Regions from separate parts of the Mus musculus genome. Here region 1 is linked to region 2. Evidence: chromatin contacts called from public HiChIP or PLAC-seq data. All regions are on one chromosome and are shown on one strand. Each heading gives the region's core, a stretch centred on a gene start, on an enhancer-like site or on the middle of the called end of the contact. The rest is flanking DNA. Distances are from core to core; before and after follow the strand shown. Region 1 overlaps Dip2b (disco interacting protein 2 homolog B). Region 2 overlaps Lima1 (LIM domain and actin binding 1).

Region 1 (2,700 bases), core at 106-2,605, 390 kb before region 2:
TGCTGCTGCTTAACCGTGACACCAAGTACTGTGACTCATGTCCATGACTCCGGTGCTGGGAGGCAGAGACAGGGGAGTCTACGAGGCTGCCCAGAGAGCAATCTTCTCAGAATTGGCAAGCCACAGGTCTCAGAGATTGACCCTGTCCCAGAAAACAAGGTGGATGGTCCCTGAGGAACCAAGTAACACCACCTAGGGTAGTTTTCTGGTGCGCACATATGCACGCATGCTCACACACACACACCCAGCACGAGTGTGGCCTGGGGTCTCTGCCTAGGCACACTGGGGACTAGCCACCAGCCTAATGTGCAAAGGGCTCCGTATCTCAGCATCACGCTGTGGGACAAAACTTAAAATCTCAGTGAGAGAAAAAGCGGCTTCACAAACTATGGACTCAGATTAAGTGTTGTGTCAAAGCCCTGTCCTGGCCTCACGTCTGCCTCATTTTTTTGAACTGCAGAACAAAGACACTATCTATTGTTTGTTTTCTTTTGTTTTTGTTTTTGTTTTTGAGACAGGGTCTCCCTGTATAGCTCTGGCTATCCTGGAACTCAGAGATCCGCCTGCTTGAGTGCTACAGTTAAAGGCGTGCGCCCCACACGCAGCCCCACAAAAGTATATACATTTATAGCTAGAAACTAAGATTACATTTTAATTATAGAACAATACAGCAAGCCAGGCATGATTCCTCATGCCTATAATCTAGCAGAATCAGAGGCAGGAGGATGGCTGTAAGTTTTAGGCCAGCTCAGACTATATAACAAACTGGGGTTTCAAATCCTACTCCACCTCTTGGGTGATGAAAAACCAACCAAGGCCTAAAGCTAATGTCAATGAAGCAACTGTGAGAACTGAAGCTTTTTTTTCATAAACAAAATTCCTATTATTTACTAATGACAGACATGAGACCTTCCCCTTCCTGCATCACCCCTCAAGATGTAAACAAGAGCAGGACAGGGGTGCTGATGTTGAGGTCAAGCTCTGTGCTCACCATACCTGTCATGTCTCAGCGACTTCAGATCCACATACACAGTTGTTGGATCCGGCCCTGAGGTTCCCTAAAGAAGAACAAACCAGCACACTGTTTATTTAAAGCCTGAACGAGCTGTCTCTCTTCCACAAATGGGAAATGTCTGCTGTCGGAGAGCTCATTCTCACTTTCTCTTTAACCAAGTGAGCCATAAAAGGGGGAGCGGGGAGGAGCCTTGGGCCTGGCAACCTCTTGGCTATCTCTGCAGCAATGAAGCAGTACCAAGCCTGGGGAGTGGGTTTGGGTAGTTCCCTACCCAGGGCTCAGAGCAGGGGCTGATGAGAGCAAGGGGCAGGATGGGACTCTACAGGGAAGTATGATGACATTTCCTGCAAGCCTCTTGACCTGGGTCACTGGAGACCAGAGTCTTAGTCACCCTCTCTTCCCCTTGGCTATGCATGCATGCACTTGCCTCATGAGCTGCCAAGCACATAAAGTCAGACTGTTCTAGATCTACCCAGAACAACATGGCAAAAGATGCAGCTTTATTTTTAGAAGGCAAAATATGGGGGACAAGAAGGATGTATATTAATTAATTAATGACATTAAAATAGGACTCAGGGGGCTGGAGAGATGGCTCAGAGGTTAAGGGCACTGACTGCTCTTCCGAAGGTCCTGAGTTCAAATCCCAGCAACCAAATGGTGGCTCAAAACCATCAGTACAGCTACAGTGTACTCATATACATAAAATAAATACATCTTTAAAAAAAAAAAAGGGACTCAGGGAGGTTCCTGGAGCACTCTGTACTAGGAGAGAGTATCACATGGAGGCCACTGGCTTGCTCTTGTCTGAGTGCTTCCCTAGTAATCCGCTGACCTGTAGGCCAACCCTGGGCAAACAAAGGCATCATTTTATAGATGAACATAGGAGATGCAGCAGGCAAGATAAAAAGCCTAAATCTCCACAGTGACCCAGCAGAACCAGTCTCAGGCAGAGCAGCATGGCCTTGAAGACACTACAAGGCCTCACAGTCTACTCAGGGGGTCAGAAGACTGAGGCAGGGAGACTGCTGTGAGTTCATGGTCAGGCAACTCTGTCTCAAAGACCCAGCAGCAGCAACAAGAACTTCATGGTGCTGGAGCTGGTCTGGAACTGCTTGTTTTCAAAATGCTAAACATTGGATCTGGTTGCAGTCAAAACCAGCACTTTCCCCCATACACCAAATGATGTGTAAACTTTGCTTGTTTTTAGTCTCTGACTGATTAAACAAAAGTGGCTGACAGCCAATTACTTGGAGAATAGAGTAGACAAGGCCTTGGTTCCTAGGCTTAGGGGTCACAGGTAGGGACCACGAGGGAGGAAGGAGAAAGAAGACAGGAGAGCCAGAGGTCTCCATTAGACAGGATGGACTAGGACATGTGGCCAAGAGAAATGCCTCCTGAGGACAGTCAGATGGAGCAGAAATAACCCAGGTGAGACTCAAACAGTAAATAACTTGGGGAGTCTAGTTGGGAAATGGCCAGTCTAGTGTAAAAAACATCACCCAAGGGGGCTGGAGAGATGGCTCAGGGGTTAAGAGCACAGGCTGGTCTTCCAGAGGCTGTGAGTTCAATTCCCAGCAACCACATGGTGGCTCACATCCATCTGTAATGGGATCTGATGCCCTCTTCTGGTGTGTCTGCAACAGTGTGCTCACATACATTAAATAAATAAATCTTTTAAACAGCAA
Region 2 (2,738 bases), core at 104-2,603:
TGCTAGGAGCCAAATCCAGGTTTTGGTTTGGTTTGGTTTGTGGCAGGGTCACTTGTAGCCCAGGCTGGTCATAAGCTCCTTATCTTCCTGTCTCTTCCCAAGCTCTGGGAAGATTGGTGTATATTACCACCCCTGCATTCATACTCCTATTAACCTAACTTTTAATTGGTTTAGTATGTCACCTCTAGTTTATATAGTTTGAAAGTTTGACTGTTGTACCTGACTCCTCACTGTAGCTGAACGTGTCTTATAAAAGACACATCCATATAAATTAAAGTTTGTGATTAATGGTTTCGTGTGATCCTTCAGTCCTTTGCGAGATAAGGAAGGATCTAGATGTAAAGTTGCCTCTTGAGGAATCCTGGTATTTTTCAGTTTCTTTCCCTGAATGGCTGTTGTTGATGTATCAGCCACAGGTCAGACATCTCTTCTGATCTGATTTACGCCAACTCCCTGCTTCCTGCTTCCAACCAGTGGCACCTGCCACACACACATCATAAGCTCTCTGTTTTCCCATTCCACTGAATTTCTGTTTCTTTCCGTTTGTTTATTTTAGGGGGTTTGAGACAGGACTTCTCTATGTAGCCCTGGCTGTCCAGGAACTCTTTCTGTAGGCCAGGCTGGCCTTGAACTTACAGAGACCCTCCTGCCTCTGCCTCCTGAGTGCTGGGATTACAGGCATGCACCACCACTGCCCAGTGTATATGGTTTTTTTTTTTTTTTTTTTGGGGGGGGGTGTTGGTTTTTCGAGACAGGGTTTCTCTGTATAGCCCTGGCTGTCCTGGAGCTCATTTTGTAGACTAGGCTGGCCTCGAACTCAGAAATCCGCCTGCCTCTGGCTCCCGAGTGCTGGGATTACAGGCGTGCGCCACCACGCCCAGCCCGTATCTGGGTTTTAAAGCTGGGCTTTAATCAATGCTCACCTCCCTTAATTTGTTTTACTTTGTCACTGTTTAGTCTTTGTCACATAGTTCAAGAATGCATCTTCCGAGCTCATGGGCTTCCCCTTTTATGGGGACGTGTTTCATTATGCTGTGTCATCACTTCCCAATAATTAGATTCTCTTCTAGCTCTGAGCATCTTGGCAGAAGAGTCTTGTCTTGAGTAATTTCTTTGGGCTGTATTCTGCGATGTATACCATATTTAGAAGAAACACTCTTCTGGGCGTTTTTTTTCTTATGTACGCTCAGCTACTTCAAAACCAGCGCCGCCCGAGCGCGTCATCCCGACAGCTTCGCTGGTTGTTGGGTTTGTGGGATTCTTAACTAGTCTTATATTTTATGCGTGTGCCACACGGGTGCCTGGTGTCCGTGGAGGTCAGAAGGCGGCGTCGGAATCCCTGGAGCTGGAGCTGTGGCTGAGCGTGAGTCACCGTGTGGCTGTCACCGTGTGGCTGCTGGCAACGGAACCTGGGTCCTCTGCAAGAGCAGGGAGGACTCAGACAGCTGTGCTGTTTCTCCTGGCCCAGATTGTAAACTACTGAATTAGCTTACTAGATACAAAGTATCCCTCCCTCCCTCCCTTCCTCCCTCCCTCCCTTCCTCCCTTCCTCCCTCCCTCCCTTCCTCCCTCCCTCCCTCTCTCCCTCCCTCCCTCCCTCCCTTCCTCCTTCCCTCTCTCCTCTTCTTCCTCCTCCTCCTCCCCCTCCTCCTCCTTTTCCGCTTATTGTAAGGCTAATACAATTTTTATCAAACACTTGAAAATACAGAAAGCGTAGACAAACATCTTGTATCTGGAGAAAAGCACTTCTCTGCCTTTATCAGGATTTCTATTGCTGTGATAAAACACAAAACACCAGAACCAAAAAAAAAAAAAAAAAACTGGGAGGAAAGAGTTTATTCCACCTACACTTCCAGGTAACTGTCCATCACTGAGGGGAGTCAGGGCAGGCACCTGCGGGCAGGAGCTGATGCAGAGGCCATGGAGGGGTGCTGCTTACTGGCTTGCTCAACCTGCTTTCTTATAGAGCCCAGGGATGGCTCCCCTCACAGCGAGCTGCCCCTGTGCCCCCCCCAATCAGTCAGTCATCACCATCCCATGTGTGTTTCTTATATAAACAAACCATTTTGTCTAGAAAAATTTTTTATCACTTAATGCATTGAGATATTAAGAGATGAACACCTCACCATTTCCATCTGTAGGTCAGCAAAATCCGATTTCCCCTAAACCCTGCTCTTCTTCCCTCCATCCTTGGTTTTTAGGAAATATGGGAGTCTGAAGGAAGGTCCAGGTGAGAAGGTAGAAGGAGTTGAAGGAGTGAAGGAGTACAGGACTCTTCATAATGTGCTGAGTCAGCTTCTCTGTGGGGCAGAGACAGGATCTCACATAGCCCAGGCTGTTCTCAGAAGCTGCCCTCGAACTCTTGATCCTCCGGTCTCTACCTCCCAGAAGCTGGGATTATGGGCACGCACCACAACACCTGGCTTGCGAATCAACTTTGCCAGGTGTAACCTCCCATGACTCACACGTTTAAGGCAGGTGTGTCTCACTGATTTTAAGGCTAGCCTGGTCTACAATGCAAGGCAGGTGTGTCTCACTGAGTTTAAGGCTAGCCTGGTCTACAATGCAAATCCCAGGACAGCCAGGGCTACATAGTGAGATTCTCTCTTGAAAAAAAAAAAGTGAAGTATGGTGGTTACATACCTTTAATTCTGACCCATGGGAGGCAGAAGCAGGTGGATTTCTGAGTTCAAGGCCAGCCTGGTCTACAGAGTGAGTTCTAGGACAGCCAGGGCTGC

What was found. HiChIP or PLAC-seq counts read pairs in DNA pulled down with a chosen protein or histone mark.
Region 1: an H3K4me3 HiChIP or PLAC-seq map of bone marrow-derived macrophages shows a contact between it and region 2, with 4 times the contacts expected there. The contact joins two enhancer-like sites. A contact is called at or near these places in 2 of 39 promoter capture datasets (liver and pre-B cells) and 1 of 115 datasets of contacts at active chromatin or transcription factors (bone marrow-derived macrophages).

What each region holds. Positions count from the first base shown.
Region 1 is chr15:100,203,441-100,206,140 of GRCm38.p6, reverse strand. Dip2b (disco interacting protein 2 homolog B) reads right to left here. Exons shown (of 38, transcript NM_001159361.2): 33 at 997-1,058. Among named protein-coding and RNA genes, the nearest start is that of Atf1, 23 kb to the left of the region's middle. Within about 2 kb of position 1,355, at least 88 of the 459 cell types and tissues checked have an H3K27ac peak or open chromatin away from gene starts, as enhancers often do. A contact at or near this core is called in bone marrow-derived macrophages, where this site is marked.
Region 2 is chr15:99,813,391-99,816,128 of GRCm38.p6, reverse strand. All of the region lies in intron 4 of Lima1 (LIM domain and actin binding 1), which reads left to right. Among named protein-coding and RNA genes, the nearest start is that of Gm17057, 3.2 kb to the left of the region's middle. Within about 2 kb of position 1,353, at least 21 of the 459 cell types and tissues checked have an H3K27ac peak or open chromatin away from gene starts, as enhancers often do. A contact at or near this core is called in bone marrow-derived macrophages, where this site is marked.